Linked DNA regions of Mus musculus: regions 1, 3, 4, 5 and 6 are each linked to region 2. Evidence: chromatin contacts called from public HiCAR-type, HiChIP or PLAC-seq and promoter capture Hi-C data. All regions are on one chromosome and are shown on one strand. The core of a region is the stretch at or near the end of the contact, and the rest is flanking DNA. Distances in the headings are between cores, read along the strand shown.

What was found. Promoter capture Hi-C pulls out the DNA fragments that hold promoters and counts their contacts. HiCAR-type assays count read pairs that join an accessible place to other places. HiChIP or PLAC-seq counts read pairs in DNA pulled down with a chosen protein or histone mark.
Region 1: a contact with region 2 is called in a promoter capture Hi-C map of stem cell-derived epiblast-like cells, with 4 times the contacts expected there. The contact joins the promoter of Bloc1s6 here to the promoter of Fbn1 in region 2. A contact is called at or near these places in 3 of 39 promoter capture datasets (hippocampal neurons, liver and stem cell-derived epiblast-like cells) and 1 of 115 datasets of contacts at active chromatin or transcription factors (astrocytes).
Region 3: a promoter capture Hi-C map of liver shows a contact between it and region 2, with 4 times the contacts expected there. The contact joins the promoter of Gatm here to the promoter of Fbn1 in region 2. A contact is called at or near these places in 8 of 39 promoter capture datasets (the HPC-7 cell line, cranial neural crest, embryonic stem cells and 4 more) and 1 of 115 datasets of contacts at active chromatin or transcription factors (stem cell-derived neural progenitor cells).
Region 4: a contact with region 2 is called in a HiCAR-type map of astrocytes, with 9 times the contacts expected there. The contact joins the promoter of Sqor here to the promoter of Fbn1 in region 2. A contact is called at or near these places in 6 of 39 promoter capture datasets (the 3T3-L1 cell line, embryonic stem cells, hippocampal neurons and 2 more) and 2 of 115 datasets of contacts at active chromatin or transcription factors (astrocytes and embryonic forebrain).
Region 5: an H3K4me3 HiChIP or PLAC-seq map of embryonic forebrain shows a contact between it and region 2, with 15 times the contacts expected there. The contact joins the promoter of Spata5l1 here to the promoter of Fbn1 in region 2. A contact is called at or near these places in 3 of 39 promoter capture datasets (hippocampal neurons and liver) and 2 of 115 datasets of contacts at active chromatin or transcription factors (astrocytes and embryonic forebrain).
Region 6: a contact with region 2 is called in a promoter capture Hi-C map of liver, with 2.9 times the contacts expected there. The contact joins the enhancer-like site here to the promoter of Fbn1 in region 2. A contact is called at or near these places in 8 of 39 promoter capture datasets (the 3T3-L1 cell line, 3T3-L1-derived adipocytes, the HPC-7 cell line and 4 more).

Annotation. Positions count from the first base shown.
Region 1 is chr2:122,737,120-122,740,274 of GRCm38.p6, reverse strand. Bloc1s6 (biogenesis of lysosomal organelles complex-1, subunit 6, pallidin) reads right to left here and starts at 1,770. Exons shown (of 5, transcript NM_019788.3): 1 at 1,571-1,770. The coding sequence starts at 1,652. It overlaps Bloc1s6os (biogenesis of lysosomal organelles complex-1, subunit 6, pallidin, opposite strand), which reads left to right and starts at 1,913. Exons shown (of 2, transcript NR_156706.1): 1 at 1,913-2,193.
Region 2 is chr2:125,504,729-125,508,058 of GRCm38.p6, reverse strand. It overlaps Fbn1 (fibrillin 1), which reads left to right and starts at 1,621. Exons shown (of 66, transcript NM_007993.2): 1 at 1,621-1,720; 2 at 2,270-2,619. The coding sequence starts at 2,456.
Region 3 is chr2:122,609,862-122,613,121 of GRCm38.p6, reverse strand. Gatm (glycine amidinotransferase (L-arginine:glycine amidinotransferase)) reads left to right here and starts at 1,845. Exons shown (of 9, transcript NM_025961.5): 1 at 1,845-1,974; 2 at 3,235-3,260. The coding sequence starts at 1,906.
Region 4 is chr2:122,763,174-122,766,817 of GRCm38.p6, reverse strand. It overlaps Sqor (sulfide quinone oxidoreductase), which reads right to left and starts at 1,459. Exons shown (of 10, transcript NM_001162503.1): 1 at 1,379-1,459.
Region 5 is chr2:122,628,810-122,632,159 of GRCm38.p6, reverse strand. Spata5l1 (spermatogenesis associated 5-like 1) reads right to left here and starts at 1,535. Exons shown (of 3, transcript NM_001033256.4): 1 at 401-1,535. The coding sequence starts at 1,474.
Region 6 is chr2:122,787,767-122,791,352 of GRCm38.p6, reverse strand. The region is part of intron 3 of Sqor (sulfide quinone oxidoreductase); the gene reads right to left. Among named protein-coding and RNA genes, the nearest start is that of Sqor, 24 kb to the right of the region's middle. Within about 2 kb of position 2,247, at least 27 of the 459 cell types and tissues checked have an H3K27ac peak or open chromatin away from gene starts, as enhancers often do. A contact at or near this core is called in liver, where this site is marked.

The DNA of each region.
Region 1 (3,155 bases), core at 521-3,020, 2.8 Mb after region 2:
TTTCTCACGTAATCGGCCAGAAACTGCCTTTACCCAGCCATGCACATCAGCTTTTCATCACGCTGTTCTGAAGGTCTTCCATTCATTTGTCTGTTTTAAGACAAAGTCTATCACAGGTATCTTTCTTCAGCAATGTATATGGATCTACATAGTTCATCAACACTGCTGTGGTCTTCCTAATCCTTGCACGCTCCTATTTCTATGGGAGACATTCTTAGAAAACAGTGTGGAACAGAACATGTGACCATCTTTGAAACTGCAAAAACCCTCTAAAAAATGGCCCCAACTTAGACTGCAGCCACCACTTTCATATGGATACAAATCTGAAAGGAGCCGAGGGGGTGCAACATTGTTAAACAGAATGAGAAACTGCAAGGATGAACAGCAAGGCCATGCACAGAAAGCAACAGTGAGCTATTAATATATGCCGTGAGTCAGCCTGTGAGGGTCCCTGAGTGCCAATTCTATGGAAAATTCAGTAAGTGGCAAGAAGCCATTTTAGGATTCTAAGGATTCATGCCTGGAGCTTGTGTTGGGGCAGTAAAGTTACAACAATGGACACACCATGCTGTGAGAATGAGAGACTAGCGGTGGTAGCTTTACACTGCTGAGGGGAGATAGATGCTAATGCCCTGCGGAATCCTCTACATGAAACAGAGGGAACTGAATCCAAGAGTGCAAATTCAGTTTCATGGGAGAGTAAGCTCACACCATTATCAAGAAGATCAGACAGCTGAGGCTAGGGATCTAGCTCTGTAGTAGAGCACTTGTTTAACATGAAATAAGTCCTGAGTTGAACCTGCAGCTAGCACCTATCCCTATCTCTGCCCTACTCTCTGACATCTGCTTTTATTTATATGCATACCACCCATTCGTTATGTGCAGAAAGAGAGAAAGAGGGGGAGAAGGGAGGGGAAGGGAGAAAGAGAGAGGCCCAGGTTCCAAGTAGGTACTACAGAGTATTACTAATGTGACTGAACAAGTCATGAAAGGGATATGTCATTAAAGAAAAGCACTGCCAGGAAATGCTGGGTTATTTGTAGCTTCCTATTTCTGAAACGCAGAGATTATTTTTAGAAGCTCCATCTAGCTTCTCTCATATGAACCAATGCTCACAGAAAATGATTTGAGTGGTGTTTTCAATCTCACAAAAACGATGGTATAAACAGTGCCCATCTGCCTATATAGCAAATTAACTGCTTCGTCCAACGGACGCCTTCGGGCATCAATGCTTAAATTTCTTCTGGAAATGTGCGGACGGCTGCTGGAGTCTCGGATGAAGTAATGTCACCTAGGAGGTCAGAGTATTTCATGAGTAGACACTATTGTACAGTTTCCTAAAAATCTACCTTCTCTCTGGCAGACTGATCGCCAACCACTAACCCTGTGACAAACAGTTGAAAAGCAACACAAACGCAAACCTTTAACACAAACCGCACCCAACAGTGCGTTTCCTCGCGGGACCAGGGTTGCCTGGCCAGGATGCTCTAGGCAGGAGGGTCGCCTGCGCTGGAGTCCCACCCACTCGAACCCGGCCCCTGTGGGCAGTCGCCCCGCAAAACAGCCGTACCCGGCGTGGGCTCGCCGGCCTCCAGGCTGTCGGAAGGCCCCGTAAGGACCCCGTCTGGAGGCGGTGGCTCAGGAACACTCATATCCCCGCACTGGGCGCTGCGTGAGGCGAGTGCTGTGGAGAAGTCACAGGCAAAGAAACCTAACGCGTTCCAGAGTCCATCCGGACGAAAGCCGCCGAGGCACACGGAAGTGACGAAAGCGGAAAACCTCGCTTTCCGACGCAGAACGTTACTGCAAGTCCGGAACGCCCGCCCCCCCCCGCCCCCCCCGTGTCAGCGCCCTAGGCGCAGCCGTGCGCGTGCGGGTTCGGTTTCACAGAGGGTGGCCGGCGGAACCCGGAAGAGAGGTTAGAGGACCGGATGTCGCCATAACCGTGTGAATGTCCCCAGTGTTGTGTCCAGTTTATAACTCGGGCCGCTAAGTGAGTCAATACGAACTCTGAGCTTGAGCGTTGCTGAGGATCTCTTCCAGTGCTTGGAAATGACGTAAAGGCTTTCTTGGAGCATCATTTGGACAAATTAAGTCAAATTACCAAAAGCACATGCTGGGCTCCTGTAAGATGATATCATGAGTTCTAAAGGAAAGTATGTAGACTTGGACAGACTCAGCTCCACAGCAAATGTAAGGATTCTCGACCCTTTTGTAAACTCTGACCTCTAGTAGCATCTCTAGTTGCTCCTCAGGTTACCTGTTCAGTTTTCCATATTGTAGCCAAAGCTATCTCAAAAAAAAAAAAAAAAACTAATATAAATAAACAAATAATGCCATGCCCCTGGAATGCACTGGCTCCCTATTGTCACCATCTTATGTTCAGTTTCACTTTAGCCACTTTTCAAGGGTAACTTCTCAACTCTCCACGGTAGAATGTCCACAGACTAATCCTTGAGACTTCTAAATATATTAGAGGGCATGGCAACGAATAAAAGCTACTAGTTAACATAACCTTAAAATAGGAAGGGTACTCCAAGGACCCAAGGTAACAGTCTGTAAAACTGATGGGGTGGGGCTGTCTGAAAAAAGATTTGATTACAAAGGATGATTAAACAAACACTGATGGGTTTGAAGACAGAGGAAGGGAGTCATTATTCTGGATGGTGGGTGACCTCCAGAAAAATTGGTAACCAATTCCTCCCCTAAAGCTTTTGTAATGGAACTCAACCCTGTGAGGTTGCTGAACTATAGAATGTGTAATAATTAGTGTTGTCATACAAATAGGAAAACAATTTATTACTCTTCAAACATCTTGTGCAATCTGGGCATTGTACGCTGTCCATTGTGCTTGTTCCTGTTTCAAACTAGAGTATCTTTTTCAAAGGCCTATTCATCTTTTAAGTGCTCTAGGATAATATCTTTTTTATTGTTTTGTTTCACAAGGTGAGGTGTCCTGTAGCCTAATCTGGCCTTAGACTCAATATGTAATTAGGGATGGCCTTGAATTCTTGGTCCTCCAGCAGACACGAGCCAGCACACTCAAACACACCTTTACTGTGGACACCATTCATTATCTCATTATTTCCTCCCTTTCATTCAGCAGTCACAGTGAAGACATTTCACAACAACAAACATCCTCCTGCCATTTAGCA
Region 2 (3,330 bases), core at 372-2,871:
ACATACATCATCTAAGCAGTGCCCCGTGTTTGTTGGCATGTAACATATGAGCTACTATTTGTTTCAAGCTTGCCTTCCCTGTCGATCACCTGCTGTGCAAAGGGACTGAAACTCCTGGCTTACTTGCAAGTGATTCTGATTCATCCGTGGGCCAGGTGGCACAAGTGTTCAATAGCTACTTCTTCAATGAATGGTTCTTTATTTGACGACATTTGGAGTATATGTGCTCACTTGTGCGCATGCGTATGCCGAGTACGTTGGTCAGAGGACACATTCAGGAGTCTTTCCTTCCTTCTGCCAGGTAGTTCCTGGTGCTAGAACGCACGTTACCAGGCTTGGTGCTTTATTTGCTCAGAGCCATCTCCTGGCCCTCGAATGAATACCTCTTTTCTCACCTGAAGATGTAGGACGGAATCTCCAGTTCATGGATCTGTTAAGAGGATTTTTTTTTGAAAGTAAGACCTCAATTAAACTAGATAATATATTTAAATAATTATGAATTTAAATCAGTGTTTAAGTCTTCCTATTCAGGTATCGAAGCAGTGCAGTGAGTCCATTATCATGAGGCGTGGTCCATTTTGAAAAGAAGATGGAGTTGATAACATGCCTCGATCTCTATAATCTCATATCCGGGCACAAGATGTTGAAAACAAGAAAAATCCGGGTCAACAAGATGCGTGCATTCTTAGGGTAACTGTGTGGAAAGTGACAGTTGGTGACTGGAGTCCCTGGTCCCTGCGGTCGAGCCCGATGTGGATTTCAGACACCCCCACCCCACCCCAATCCCATGCATGTGTGTGTATGTGCTCTCTGTATAGTGTGTACACATGTGAAAATAGGGTTATTTTAGGAAACCCCATTCCTAACTGAGAGTTGGGCGGGAGGATTGTCTGAAACCCAAATCACAGGCCCCCACATCACAGACTGAGACTTTCGCAGCCTCTTCATTTAGCCTAGGTGAGTAGCTTGACCTGAGCCTCGGGAGAATTGCTCCTCCAGCGGGCTCCTGACACTGGCATGCCCCTTTCGCCGCCGCTAACCTGTTGGCTGGCTCAGTGGTGGTGGCCTCACCACAAGCCCTGCCTGAGCCTCGGAGCCTACAATTTCTCCTCCCAGCCAGACAGCAGAAGACTGGGCTGAGAAGCGAGGGCCACTGCCACAGAGCCCCTTTCCAGCCAGGGCCTCCTGGGCCTCGTTGGCCAAGGTGTCCAGCATGCGTTCTCCGCGCAGGTGGCCCAGCTCTCCGTGCTTCTGATCGCGGGAATCTCGGGTCTGGACCTCTCAGCCGCAGGCAGATCGGTCTAAACCGCTACTCCACCTCTTCCCATTCCCTCTCTTCCCCACCCTGGGACGGAATATCCCAGGCCAGGCAGGACTGGATCACCTCCGCCTCCTCCCAGGGCACTGATCCTGCGAATGAGGGAGGCCCGGGTCCGGGCGGTGGCTGGCAGAGGGGAGTGGAAAGGGAGGATAGATGGGGCCGGGGGTGGGGTGGTGATGGGGGGAGGTGGGGAGGGTGTCATTTTCTTTTTCTTTCTTTCTTTTTTTTAAAAAAGTATTTCTCTCGCGAGAAACCGCTGCGCGGACGATACTTGAAGAGGTGGGAAAGGAGGGGGCCGCAGAGTTGGGGCAGAGACTGTGGGTGCCACAGGCGGCCACAGCTGGGACAGCTGCGGAGCAGAGCAGCCACCGCCGCCTGAGAGTCCGAGCCGCTAGTCCAGTGGGTCTCATGGGGTCCCGCCAGGGTCGGGCGGCAGGCGGGTGGCTGGAGGGCCGTTTGCGCGGCATCCAGGGCAGGAGGCCGGGCAGGGTGAGGGGATGTCTCGAGCATCTGCAGCTGGCCCTCTCTGCCTGACAGCTGCAAGATCCGGGACTGCAGTGCCCTGCTCCACGTCGGATGCAGGGGACTGGCGGGGTTGGCCATGACCCGGTATGTGGGCGGAGAGGACCCTTTTTGGAGAGCTGGGGCGTCAGCCGTCACCGCGCGCAATCAGTGCCATTAAGACCGTGTAGGCAGTCCGCTCGCGGGACGCCTGGGCTCCCTAGGGACACGGTACTTGGCGCCGCGAGGCCACAGGGTCCGCGGATGCCAGTCGCCGGGTTCTGGCTCTGCAGCTAGTTGGGATCGAGTGGTCCTCGTTCCTCCGAGTAACTGCGCCACGCGCAGGCGGCGCGCGGTCTGGGCTCGGCACCGGGGACTGCGAGCTTTCAGCATCCCGGAGCCCTGAGTGTCTCACCTCCCCGCCTTGGGGACTTGTCTGTGTTGCAGGACAGGCAGGGACTACCCGAAGTGGGAGCAGTCCCTGGAGAAGAAAGCTGTAGGACCCAGGCCGGGGACCTCTCTGCATCAGGACAGCCGGACAGTGAGACAGCGGGACCCCGGAGACTCGGGCCGCTGGAAGGCGCGGCGGCGGCGGCGGCGGCGGCGGCGGAGCGAGTGGCGGCCGGCGGCACCATGCGGCGAGGAGGGCTGCTGGAGGTCGCGCTGGCGTTCGCCCTGCTCCTCGAGTCCTACACGAGCCATGGGGCGGACGCCAATTTGGAGGCTGGGAGCCTGAAGGAGACCAGAGCCAATCGGGCCAAGAGAAGAGGCGGCGGAGGACACGATGCGCTGAAAGGGTAAGGGAAGCTCCCAGCTGCTTCGGTGTGCCTCCCCTCGCCCTTCTTGGGACTTTAAGATCCACAGCAACTGACAGGGCAGGTTCTGGCCCGTAGAGGACCCTGGGTGAGATCCCCGGGAGACAGCCTGGAAGTGCCAAAGTTACTCGGTCATCAACTCTTGTTCAGATAACTCGCCTTGTTCCTGGCCCAGAGGAGAAGTCCTGGCTGGAGGGAATCCTGGGCCATTGTTGAAGCAGATTTGGGGAGGCGAGAATGGTTCCTTGTGGAAGAAGGGGAGGAGCTGAAACCCAGAGAAAGGGAGAAGCCCACTGCTTCTGCTGCTTACCAATTCCAGTTGCAGGGAGAAGTGCTTTTCCCGTGTGGGCATCAGCTATTTGGGAGGCATCGCTGAAAGGGAAGAATCCAGAGACTGAGATGAGATGCGTGGTCAGGAGATGGTCCTTCCTTTAAGTCATTCTCATGAAAACCAGAGCTGTACACTCGCGTTCAGACACCTACCCTGGAAGTTTGTAAGGCAGAGGGTTTTGAACACTAGTGTCCGGCCTGCGTGAGCTCTGCATGCAGCTGTGGCTGGCTCTAAATGGGTGTTCATGCGGTATCTTCTTGGAAAGCCCTGTACTATCAGCTTCCCATGCCCTAGTGTTGCAGCTGGGATGACTTAAATCGGTCAGGTTGGCTGTCTAAGGCTTGGCAGTTTCCGGAGCTGAA
Region 3 (3,260 bases), core at 596-3,095, 2.9 Mb after region 2:
TTGTTCCCGTCTACAACAGAAGAAGCTTCTCTGATGATGGTTGAGCAAATCACTCATCTGAGTCTAGCAGAATGCTACTAGGAGTCAAATACTAGTGTAGCTTTTCTCACTACATTCTAGCTGTGAAAATATACTTGAGTTACCTTATTTGAACTTGAGTGTTAAATTTTTCCCTGATTTTATTCTTTTCAATCCTCTAAATAGAAAAAAACAAAGTCTAGGGGGGGTGGTTTAATTTGCTTCGATAACAGTAGGGCTGGTGTGTGGGGCTTGCTCTCTCCTCTGCTCCTCTCCTGGATTACAAGAGATGAGGGTGTCAGTCTGGCTGTAAGCATTTCCCATTGTCTAAAGCTAAATTGCCCCCTAATTTTTGTCAGATACTTTTAGATCTTGCACTTTCAAAATAAAAATAATGTCTTCAATGAGGGTCATGAGGTGTTTATAGATCTCTGACAAAACTGGAAACCAAGCAAAGTGAAAGTCTTCTTATGTGTACTTACCAGCCATTGTTTGAAACAAAGTATCAGACAGACCAAGCCCTCCTGGAACTTACAAAGTTGACTGAACCACTATGCTGGCTCTTACAAGGTTTGTGGTGAGGTTTGTTTTGGCTGGTTTGGTTGGTTCGGTTGTTTGGCTGCTTTTAAATACAAGGTGAGTGAGAGCACTCTTCTACTAAGCTATATCCTGAACCTTAACCATCTTTTTAAATCCCTTCACTGAGAAGGGTACATCTCTGGTCACCCTAAGTACACCCAAAGACATAGTCCCCAGAGTTGATTGAGTTCATCTATTGGGTAAAAGTTTTAAGTTTTGAGAAATTCTTCAGATTCCCCGAAGCCCTCACTAGCAGAAGGAGCGAGCCTTTGATAGAAAGGTCCAGGGTTGTGCTTCCAAGCCACACAGCATTTTAAGAACAGAGCTAAGATAGGAACCTAGACTCACTGGCTCCCTTCACCATATCAGGACCTTGAGACCTCTTTGTTGAGTATTACCTCGTAATCATACGACTCTTAAGAGTTGCCTAGACTTTACCGGCACCGTTTATTTTGGTCTCTGGTTAGCTCGTGGACCAGGGACTATCAATGTCACCGTTCTCAGTTTCTAGAAAACACAACACAGAGAAGCCGGCAGGGGGGTGGGGGGTGCTCATCATACAAGCCTATAATCGCGGGATCCAGGAGAATGGAGGGCCGGAAGCCAGACTGGACGACACAGCCAGGCAAGAAGTACTCAAATCTGCCCCTTCTGCTAGGAAGTGATGTGTCTATTTGAGTTCTCTAGTTTTAGTTCTACAAATCCAGTTAAGGGAACTACTTTGTAATCAAGCACCCAAGTCATATTGAAAGAAACCTTTTAAGATGTGCCTCAGAAGCAGAAGCTAACTGTAGCTCCCCCACTCCTTATTACTTTTGACTTATTATTATCTGCCTGTTTTCATAACTGAGTTTCTCAAAGCAGGAGCACCTAGCCAAAGACCACCAGTGTTCTAAAGACCACCACCACATAGGCTCAGGTCGACAAACTTGGAAGCTAACTCGGGGCCGTTCCACTCAGTGGCCCATGGACTAAGACTGGCCTTGGGGTTTACACATTCAGGTTGAAAAATGGACTTCCAACAAGAGAGACTAAGGAACCATCATCCCTGCTAGGCATTGGGTAGCCTCTTCATGGGTCTTCGCCGCCGCTGACCTGAGCCAGTACGGGAGGCACGAGCTAAAAAAAAAAAAAAAAAAGGGCCAGCCCCGGGACGTGACCCACGGACGCCGAGGCCACCTGTTCCTGGCAGCCAATGGGCCAGGCCCTGGGCGCGGCTACAAAAGCAGCGCGCGCGGCCGCAGGCTGGGAGCTGGCGCGAGCTTGGCGACTAGGACCTTGTGCACGCGGAGCAGCAGAGACGGGGCGATGCTACGGGTGCGGTGTCTGCGCGGAGGCAGCCGAGGTGCCGAGGCGGTGCACTACATCGGCTCTCGGGTGAGTCCCTACGCTGCCTCGGGACCTCTGCGGGATGCAGGATGGGGACCCAGAGGGAGACTGGACACCCCGGTAACAGGGTGGCGTGGTCTGTGTTCCGTAGCCCGTGAGGGCGTTTTCTGGGAAGATGCATGTGAGGGCATGGACGGAGCCTACAGGCCGGCTCCAGCTGAAACTCTGGGATCCCTGGGCTTTACCGGGGAAGTTGGAATGAGTCCATCCTGTCCCCCACCTGCTGCTCTGCCAGGCCCTCTGCTTCCTTGGGATATCCGAGCCCATGCCTGCAGACCCTCCCTTGCTCCTTGACAGGAATAGCTCTGGCAGATGAGTTCTGCCAGCAGCTGGTTCTTGAACAGCTGTCATTTGCTCTCTTGCTTTGGGTCTCCACCCAAGAGTCCCTCTAGCTCCCTTCTTAGAGGACTTTTAACAGCCTGATAGAGTTTGGGGGCGGGATGAGGTTTGCCAGGGGGAGTGGGTAAGGGAATCTTCCTGCGCTAGGTTATACAGGCCTGTCTTAAAAAGAAGAAAGAAAGAAAGAGAGAAAGAAAGAAAGAAAGAAAGAAAGAAAGAAAGAAAGAAAGAAAGAAAGAAAGAAAGAAAGAAAGAAAGGAAGGAAGGAAGGAAGGAAGGAAGGAAGGAAGGAAGGAAGGAAGGAAGGAAGGAAGGAAGAAAGAAAGAAGGTTTTTAATATGCTTAGATCTCTTTTTAAGTTTACATTCTGTGCCTGCCTGGGTTAATCCTTATGGTACACATGACAGTCATCTCTGACTTGAAATGAAAAAAAAAAGTGATTAAAAAAAAGGTTGGGGTTGCTTATTCTGAAAGATAAGGTCTTTTCAGATCCCATGTTATTTACAGTAAAAAGAACTCCGTTTTGGTAACCTTCCAAACTGAAAAAGCAAGACTTCCTCCTTCAGTTGGACATTGCCGGTACTTACTGGGCACTTCCTTGAGGAAGAGGATGGCCTATCTTCTAAGAAAGTTTCTGAAAATTAGTTTGCAAAAACTTTGAGATAGATATGGGAAACATGTTGCTGGGAACCAGATCTTTCTGGGAGTTCTAAAAGATTACAGCATATGACAAAAACAAAATCAGTCTATCATCAACAAAAAGTTATGTGGGTTTTTTTTTTAATCACCCAAAACCCCTCTACTAGTCAACATCTTAGGGTCTCCTCAAGTACATATCTGTGTTATCCTGAGTCTCACACTTTAACCATACCTTGTTTGTGTGTGTGTGTGTGTTTGTTTGCTTTTAAGCTTGGAGGATCCTTAACAGGATGGGT
Region 4 (3,644 bases), core at 210-2,709, 2.7 Mb after region 2:
GTTGGGGGGGGGGGGCGTTTTACCTACCGCATCCCTCTGCATCAAGTTCAGTAGGGATGCTTTTCACCTGTGAGAAGGCATTAGGCTTGGGGGAGGAGTGCCGGGCTTTTCTCATTCTCTTCCTTAGGAAAAGCAGATGCCCAAAGAAGCTGGGGATAGAGGACATAGTGGTAGTTCAAGAAAGTGTTAAACCCAAGAAGCTAAGTTGCCTAACAAGTAATCAACACCCTTTCTGCTAACAGGGTATCTATCTAAATTGAGGTCCATTCATCTGAATGAAAGAAAAAAAAAATCTTCACCTTCCACTGATGTCTACTTGAAATTTAACATTCTCTTCAAGGACTGTGTAGGCAGCTGGCCACAGCAATATTAGCAGTATTTATGATGTTTTAGAAATGTGTTTACAGGTAGTGCCTATATCTTGAATTCTATATTCTGAGCTATTCAAAATTATAATAGTTATTTGCTTTTTAAATTTATATGGCATTCTTTTAAATACTTTAGTGGCTGTTTTCTTTCATCATAGCCTGCCTTAAATTTTATGTTTTTAAAAGTCTCTTGAGAGATAGATGGCTCAGTGGTTAAGAGCTCTTACGGAGGGCTTACTTCCAGAGGAATTGAGTTCAGTTCCCAGCACCCAGATGAAAGCTTATAACCCCAGTTCCAGGGCATTAGGCATACATGCAAACGAACTAACTATACACATGAAATAAAATAATAAAGTTTAAAGCAAAAAGGGAAATCTTCTAAGAAAGAGTCCTTAGTTTTCCCCCAAACTCAGAACTGTCAGAGGTAGCTGCAGGTTTTAAAAAAAAAAAAAAAGGATCAGAAAGCTGTGTTTACAGAGGAGAGGTTTACAGCCTGTGCAAACTCTCTGACTCAGCTTCAGTCTGTGAGCCCTAGAAGCTGGGGTGGCTCTCGGAGAAGTAAGTAAAAGTAAGGTGAAAAGTTTCACCAAAGAGCCTTTTCTCCCTTGTACTAATTGCCAATCAGCCTGGCCTGTGCTTCTCCGCTGACCACCTCCCACCCCCAGCGCCCTGGGTACCTCCCCAGATCAATGCCAGTCTCAACCCACCCGGCAGGCAGGGCAAGGTGCTGAGTGACAGACAACAAGTGGAACTAACGTTTCTGAAATTCCCACGCACCGAGACCACACGTCCAAGCTGTGTGGGTGGAGAGGGTGCCAGGGCCATCCTCTCTGCATCGCTGAGGCTGGGCCACTAAGGAGAAAGCATTGAAGTCCACCGAGTCCCAGACCAAAGGGGAGTCTGTCAGGGGTTGGAAAAGAAGAAGGGCGGCCGGGAGCGCGGAGACAGAACCGAGGTGGGCGACAGCGAGCGGCTATAGGAGGGTAACAGCGTCGTGGGGTGCGTCTTACCGGGCTGAGCGACACCGTGGGCCCCAGCGCTGGCGCAGCAGAAACTACTGTGGCGCTGGAGCGCTGGCCTCGCATAGCCCCGCCTGGCCGCCGGGGCGGGGAGGCAAAGGCCAGGGGCGGGGACAGCCACCACCCCCACACCCCCAACCTCCGGAGGAGGAAAGGCCGCCAGGGCGCTACCCAACAACAAACCCGGAGGGGAATGCGCACCTTGGAGCAGGCACGGACACCGGAGGCATGGGTGGTATGGGTGATCCTTGCTCCCCATGTCCTGCGACTGTCCCCACGCAGCCTAGACGCTTTTCTTACGCCTGGGGTGCAGACAAGGCCACCTCTACTCAGAACCGCGCGGCACCTTCCCCTGGAACCTGCTGGCTCCTAGGAGTTGTTCTTTTGGTGCCTGACAAGTCACTGTTCTGCCCCTTCTAAGGACTGACTGTTTGAAGGCACAAGCCAGAGACCGCGGCTTCATGTGTTAAAACAAATACAGTTCCTAAAAGTTGCTAAGGCCTCAACTTAAAAAAAAAAAAAAAAAAAAAAAACCTCAAAGAACACGCAAATGCCACCAACTTTTTTTTTAAGCATAACTAAGTTTCTTTCGCACTTGTTTGATTATATGCATTTTAATAGTTTTTGAGTCACTTCTTTCAAACTGTCTTCACTCTGAAGGATCTATAGAAAAATTGCTTGGTCGCAAACAGGGACTACGGGTTTGATGGTAAGCCTGGTGGCACTTGCTGGCACCTGCACCTGCAACACTGCCTCCCTAGTAATTTTCCGTGACTTTGTGCAGCAACAGGTAAGTCTGGTAAAGAACTTGGAAACAAAACCAAATGTGATCTGTATTTACTGATAAAGCTATTGCTGGAAACAGCGTATTAAGACTATGTAAAAATAATCCTTAATGTCTGCCATACTCTAAACTAAAACTGAATTTATTTTATCAATAAAATGTTTCACATACTTGAGAGTTGAGGCAAGGGGCGGGGCACCAGAAAAAAATGTTCAGGCCTCAGGACAGTTAATTGTTGTATAGTACTGAACATAACCCTGATTTCCACCCTCTAAGTGCCAACAATTGTAGCCCAAAGTTTTGACAAAAGCAAAACTCTACACACATATTTCCAAAGCAATTCGTACTATTCTTCATCTCTCCTTCCTCTCCATCCTCATTAAGAAGTCCTGGTTCCTGTGAATGAATCAAGGGCAGTCTGTTTGCAGGGTGTTTGGAGGTCTATGGCTGGAGAATCGAGTTGGAAGCCGTGTCCTGAATAGTTCCCACACGCTGGGGCATCTATGTATCGTTCTATTACCCCACTGAAGTCCCTTCTTTCCATCAGTGTCTTGCCCATCAGACATTAAGACTGAGAAGTTACTCCATTGGCATTCCCCTTTTTCTTTCTATAATATTTTATTTACTTATTTAGTGTGCATGTGTGCACGTGTACATGTGTGTCATGAGGCACAGGTGGAAGTTAGAGGTCAACTTCCCAAAGTCAATTCTGTCCTCCAACAGATGGATCCCAGACCATCGGGCTTAGAACCAGGCAGGCATCTTTACCTGCTGACCCATCTCGCCAGCCCAGTCATTCTTTCCTCAGATGGTTATTCTCCATCTTGTCCGCTGAATGTCAAGTGAGCCCTGTGGCTGCTACTGTCTGGACCTACACTTGATTCCCATCCATATGAGGTTTCCAGAGTAGTGAGTGTGCAGACAGGGAGATGGGAAACTAAGAGAAATATTAAAGGATGGCAAGAAAGCTTGGGGGGGAGCATGGTGGGGGAAGGGGGCATGATGTGTAGTGGGGGAGGGGGCATGATGGTGAGGAACAAATACCTATCCAAGAAGATCCGGGCATAAGGAAATATAGACTGGCGACCCCCAGGAAGCCATGCAGACCCATACTAGGAAGGGCACTAGCAGGAATGAGCAGCAATAGAGCGTGGAAAGGAAAAGGAGAAAGCAAAGACACTGGAGTAAGGGCAAGGCAGAGGGATTCTCCAGGCATGCTGCTTTAAATGCACCTGCTTGGAGCCCATTAAACAAGCCCCACCCTCATCTCTGAAGCAAATGCTTCCTTGGGTGAATGTGTAGCTAGAGAAGTGGTTTATTCTGCCCCAGTAAACCTTCCTACTTGTGATAGCCACTCATCCAGAGAGACACCAATCCTCACGAGCTACTATGAGACTCATTGGGAAGTTGGGGGGGGTGGGGATTTCTGGAGCAAGCAGCACACACTGTCCCTCCTGACAGACCAACAGGAAG
Region 5 (3,350 bases), core at 286-2,785, 2.9 Mb after region 2:
TCCAAAGTCTTAAGAGAATCCTACCACAAATTTTAATTATTATTTAATTACTAATAATTGCTTAGAAATTAAAAAAAAATCACTTGAGTACCAAAGACGCTAAAAAAGCCAGCCCTGACAACGTAGAACAGGAAGCTGGTATCCTGACATTTGAATACATTTAAGGGCTTATGCCTGTTTTTATTCACCTTCCCTGCCTTCTCTTACTGTGACTAAGTTCTCATTCCAAAGGCTATTTCAGTTTAATATGCATGCATCAGGATTAGTTACTTCAACAAAGCAAATGACCATCCTGCTTCCCAGAACGATTTGAACCCAGGTTCTAGCTTGCATGTGACAAGTGATCTACAACTCCTGCCTGACCCAACATTCCAAAAAGGCGAGCTTTCAGGAACTTTACCTCTCTGTCAAACCTGCCCGGCCTGCGAAGCGCTGGGTCTAACTCGTCTGGCCGGTTGGTGGCTCCCACAACCACAAACTCCCTGTCCCTGTGGATGCCGTCCAGCAGCGTCAACACCTGGGCCACCACTCGGCTCTCGGGAGCTCGGTGCGGGCCGCCTCTCCGGGGACACAGGGCATCCACTTCGTCCAGGAAGAGGAGGCTGGGTCCGCGGCTGGCCAGCTCCTGGGCTCGTTGGAAGATGCGCCGCACGTTCTCCTCGGTCTCCCCGGGCCGGGAGCCCTGCAACGCCGGGGCGCTCACCGCCAGCAGCTCGGCGCCAGTCTCGCGCGCCACGGCCCGCACTAACTGGGTCTTGCCCACTCCCGGGGGGCCCGCCAGGAGCACCCCGCGGGGCACAGCCAGCCCCAGCGCGGCTAGGGCGAGCGGGTAGCGCAGCGGCAGGCGGAGCAGCTCCCGTAGGGAGTCGGCGGTCTCCGACAGACCCCCAAGGGTCACCTCCCCGGGAGGCTCGACCTGTGGCGGAGGCTTGTCACTGAGCGTGATGCGGGTATGCGGTGTGACCCACCCGCCGGGCTCTGGGTCCGGTGTCCCGCCCATCACGTGCAGAGCTGCGACAGGGCCGGGGACACCCGGCGGGGTGGTCACCACGTGTCCCCGAGACACAGGCCGGTTGCGCAGCAGCTCGTGCACTACCTCCAGCACCGCGGCGGAACTCGGGGCTCCCGCCTGGGGCCGCAGCACCGGCCACACCTCTAGGCGCCGCAGGGGCGGACAGGGCACGGGTTGCAAGCAGTCCATACCTATCCTCCCCGTGGCCACCCGGGCCCCGGGGCTAGCGCACTGCGGGTCCAGCTGCACAAAGCCATCCACCCTGTCGCGCCGCGGCCAGGCCGTGCAGAGGCAGCAGCCGCCGGCGGGCAACGAGATCCTCAGCGGCGAGCCCAGGCGCGCACCCAAGCTGCGGAAGGCGGCCGGCCCCAGGCGGCAGCGCTGGGTGTCCCGGTCCCGGGGATCCACCGGCAGCAGCTTCAAAAGTTGTCCGTCGGGGAAGGGCCCCGAGTCCGGAGCCATGACTCGGGGAACCACGCCGGGGAAAGCCCGGCAGCAATCCACCCGGCTGCCGGATGCAGGCGGCGCGCATGCGCCAAGAAGGAACAAGCCTCTGATTGACGGTCGAAAGGACTTCTGGGAAAGTGAGAAAAGCCTGGCTCTCCATAAACATCAGACGCCCGGTAGTCGGTCCAAGAGCCTCAATGAAAAGGTCTCCGCTGGCATCTGACAGACATACGGCTGCTCCATTAGGCCATAAGAGTTTTCATTTTGTGAAGTAAAAAGATTTCTTAAGGAAAAAAAGAAAACCCAAACTGCTGACAAGGTGTAACGTGCTTACAGATATAAACAAGGTGTAAATAAAATACCCGCCAAATTAATCATGATACTCGCATCTTATGAAAGATCTTTTATCCTCGTTCCAAAGACTTGGAGCGTCTAGAAATGGGAAAGAAGACATTAATAATAAGACATAATAACCATCTTCAATATGTAAAGGGATGTGTGTGAAAGCTAGCGTGCGTGTGGATAGCTGTGGTAAAGAACTGACCAGGAAACGGAAGTTTAATAGGGTGATCTTAAGAGGTTTTTCTCTGCATATTTTGACCATGGTCGCATGAAAGGTACAGCTGAGAGTCATAACTGATGCCCACTGAGGCAATTAGAGTGAACTTAACCTTTCAGATTTCAGCACTGATTTAAAACAGGGGTAGAGGCTAAGTTAGTGGGGATATGGTGTGGAGGACAGTACATGTTTTTTCGTGTTGCATAAAGAGGCTGATCCCGTTCAGGGCCAAACTATAAAGTTCTCTGACCTTGGCCAAGAAATATACAGCATCCCCACTAAAACAGCCACTCCCCTCCTTGTGTCACAAATATCAGGAAGGGATTGTGTTTCTGGGCCCTCAACTCATTCACACATTCTCAGTAAAACTATAGATTATCTTTCCCAGGCAGCCTTAACCCATCCTGCTCCTCTGAGTCAGACCATTTTCATTGTATTGTTTCAGTCATCCATACATCTGAATTCATCATACTTACAATCTTGCAGGAAACCATTCTAAGCTTGCTGTGATGGTTCATACCTATATCACAACATTTGGGAGACTAAATAAGGATTAGAACAATTTATAGTTCTACCTGGGCTACTTAGTGAGGTCTAGGCAAGCCTAAACTACAGAATGGAGAAAGGTATCGAAAGAAAGAAAGAAAGAAAGAAAGAAAGAGAGAGAGAGAGAGAGAGAGAGAGAGAGAGAGAGAGAGAGAAAGAAAGAAAGAAAGAAAGAAAGAAAGAAAGAAAGAAAGAAAGAAAGAAAGAAAGAAAGAAAGAAAGAAAGAAAGAAAGAAAGAAAGAAAGAAAGAAAAAGAAAACCTTGAAAAGAAAAACATAATAACAGTTCTGTGGTCCTTTTGTTGGTTACAGGACTCCAAATTTGGCAATTTTATGAGCACTATTTAAAGCAACAAACGTGTGCACCACTAGAGGGAGTCCAGAACCAACAAATGAAGGCCGAGGGCCCTTGGCGGACCGGACATTTGCAACCGAAGCTTCCGCTAGATTTTCCTCAGGGTTCACACAGTATGTATTTTTTTTTTTTTTTTTTTTAGTATGTATTCTTATAATATTGTCAAGCTATTCTAACAAAGTACCACACGCTATTCAGGTTATAATAAGCAATAGCAAATTATATTTTTCCATTAAAAAATAGTGTGTATGATGAGAGAGAGAGATTATGTAGGTGCACATGAAGTCCAGAGGCATTGGATCCCGTGGAGCTACAGTTATAGATGTTTGTAAATCACTCCATGTGGGTGTTGGGAGCTAAACTCAGTTTCTCGGACTCTTAACTCTTAACTCTCCAGCCCCTTTACAGATTTTATTTATCTCATTTTATGT
Region 6 (3,586 bases), core at 998-3,497, 2.7 Mb after region 2:
CTGTATACTTTGTCCACAGAGTCAACAGCTTGACACTCTTGGCTTTATAGGGAAAACAGCCATTGAAGGGCATGAGGAGTGTCAGGAGTCTGGTATTTTGCCTTACTGGAATACCACTTGGGTTATTAATGCTATTATAATCAAAATACCCAGGAAGAAGGCATGGGGACACAACAGAATGGCCGAGAAACAGCAGGACTGTTCTCTCCCATAGTCAGGCGCTGTGTTTGCCTTTTTCAGTGATATCAGCGTAGTGCCGATTCATGTTGAATTTAAGGTTAATTCACAATTCTATATGACCCCTTGCTCAAGTCAGGCTTCCCTGTCCTGGAAGAGGATAAAGCTGCTCTTAATCTTACCCAAAAGCAGAAAGGCATACATATAAACTCATATAAGTAAATATATGTGCATATGTTTTTCTAAGAAACTAAAGGTTTATATATTGTTGTTCCTCTGCTGATAGCTCAGAACTTCCTTAGTTTCCTTGGTATCTCCAGGAAACCAGATTAAATTACATATCATTACTCTTTGTTTTCATGGCTTGTTTACCTGGCAGTCTTTTGCTCATAGATCAGCAGGCCTCTCCCTGCTGATACAGCAGCCAGGCCTGCCTCGCTGAGTGGATCTCTTGGAGATCTGGGGATTCCTCAGTGTCTTTGTAATGGGGTTCATTGTCTTGAGGATTATAAATTCATTTCATCTCTGAAGAATGAGAGCCCCAGTAGATGTCTGACCATGTATCATTTGTGAGTTCTAAGGCTCAGAAACTTGGGGAAACTTTAGAGCGTTGTTGTGAAGTTAAGGAAGAAGTTGGGGAATCTGGTAGGGTTCTTCTAGGACCTCACTGAGCATAGCACTGCCCAGGCTGATGGCATCAGAAATCGGTACATAACATCTCTCCGGAGATATCTGGTGGGTTTTAATCCATCCTCCCACTCTGAGTCTTTTGGAATTATGATTCTTGTCACCCACTTAGCAATTTTCACCACAGATGGGAGCCTTTAAGTTCAAGTTTTAATTTTGTAGCAGGTCCCTCGAGAGCCTTCTTCAGACTGCATAAATTAATCAGTGTTCTTTAGCAAACAGGATTCAATTTACCAAATCCTTCTATTCTTAGTATCGTGTCTCCTGTCACAGACACCAGAATAAAAGTGGACTTGTGGGCACTGCTATGACCTAGACTGTCTCTCTGACGCCCTTGCCTTGGGAGTCTGTGTTCTAGACCACAAGCCTTATTTCTTCTCTGAACTCCAGTGTTTTCCTTCCTACCCCCGTATTCTAGCCACACTGGCTCATTTCCTCCAATACTCCCTCACTGCCCCCAAGGCATTTGCATGTAGCTCCTACCTCTAACCCTAATTAATGCCTACTAATTCTTTAACTAAGAAAGAACTCCTTTAGGCAAACCTTCCTCGACCTAACAAGCCTGACTGGTTCTTGTCATGCTGTGACTTAATAATTTCTGGTGTTATTACCTAAAACCCTTATCTTTCCCATCAGACTGCGTTCCTGGAGGAGATAAACTCTCTCGTTGTTAAGTTCAGTCTTCAGACTAGCATCTAGGACATAGAAGGTGGGTAGTAAATACTTGTAAGGAAGGCACGTCTCGGTTTCTTCATTTGTGAAATGGGAACGGTACCTGCCTTGGTGAGCTGCTTTGAGCACTCAATGAGCGGAAACCTGTAAAGCACTTAGAGCTGTCTTTTGCAGGTGCAAGCTCAGGAAGTGTTGTTACTGTTTTCTAAAGAACATTAAAAGGGGAAATGTGGCCTGCGTGTTCAGTATGAGCCAGCACAGCTTAGTAGCTGGCTGAGGGTGGGTTTGTCATCTTTGAACCTTTTGTTGGCACGCTTCTCTTTCTAAATTGCTATGTGACAGTTATTTAGTTGGTGAGCCTGGAGTGTTGCAAGGGTTTGGCTGCTGATTTACTAGGCTCTTAGCATCAGGATCTCTCTCCCTGTCCCCACCCCGACCTCGTTTACGAAATGGGAATCTTTGTCCATATTAAGCCTTCTGGCAAGGTCTCTGTCGTTCTCTGGAATTGCTCAAAAGGCAAGTCTACAAGCTTTGCTATTCCTTCGGGTTTGGGTCAGCAGACTTAGAACTTTGTTCAAAAGGCTTGAACCTTTTGGGGTTTTGGGGGGATCAGGCCAGGGGTTGTTTTGTTTTGCTTTGCTTTGTTGATGTTGTTGTTGTGTTCTTTCTAGCAGGGCTTCATTCTTTCATTAACCTCCCTCCCATAAGCTTGTCGGTGCCCAGTCCTTACAAATAATCGATATTACACTTTGATAAAACCACCAAGGTATGTGTACTGGCTAGTTTTGTGTCAACTTGACACAGCTGGAGTTATCACAGAGAAAGGAGCTTCAGTTGAGGAAATGCCTCCATGAGATCCAGCTGTAAGGCATTTTCTCAATTAGTGATCAAGGGGGAAAGGCCCCTTGTGAGTGGGACCATCTCTGGGCCGGCAGTCTTGGGTTCTATAAGAGAGCAGGCTGAGCAAGCCAGGTGAGGCAAGCCAGTAAAGAACATCCCTCCATGACCTCTGCATCAGCTCCTGATCCCTGACCTGCTTGAGTTCCAATCCTGACTTCCTTTGGTGATGAACAGCAGTAGGGAAGTGTAAGCCAAATAAACCCTTTCCTCCCCAACTGCTTCTTGGTCATGATGTTTGTGCAGGAATAGAAACCCTGACTAAGACAGTATGTGTGGAGCAAAGTATCATTCCTTTACAGAATGCCTGTGTTTCCCCTTTAGGACATCACCACAGATCCCAGGCCCTCTAATGGTTGGCTTCCCTACAGAACCAAGACATTCAAGGTATCGACTGTCTGGATGGCACAGAGTACAGATCAGGACTGATTTTATTATCTGTCTACTTGCATAAAACTCTATTTTTCCACAAGCAGCTAAAAGTGTTTGTAGATTCACTCATCCAGCAAGCATTGCTGAGGTCCTTGCTAGTTCTAGGACTGCAAGAAGAAAATGGAACCTTCATCCTCTGGGGGTGACCTGTGATGTAAGGGAAGGTCTGGCTTTTGTACAACAAGCTCACTGAGGAGGGGCCTGTGGCAAGGGTGAGTTCCCTGACGAACTGATTGGCAGCTGCAGTTCTGGGCTCAGCAGCAGATAGAAAACATGAAATTGCAGCTTGATACTGAGCCTGTGGTCTCACCATTGTACTTCAGTGGATCCGTCAAAAACCTTGTGGGTCTCATGTAGAAGGTTACCTCTAACTAGTGCTAAGCACTTCTGAACCTCTCCTCTGGCAGCATTGGTTCCCTTAGTGCTGGGACAAACCTTAGTCACATGACTCTCCTAATTGTCTGGAAGGTTGCCTGGACTGTGACTTGAGTAGATATTTCCCAAAACTCGCCTCCTATGGAAAGCCAGATATCAGTTAGAAATGCTAGCTTACTTCAAAGGAAAGGGAAAACGCAGCTGCTATTTCAATACATAGAAATAACATTTGTTCAACAAAAATTCAGTCTGGAGATGCTGTACTAATCAATGAGGTCCACCGTATCACACAGTGAATGTTCAAAACCACTTAATCCTTCCACCTATTCCATATACTATACACTGC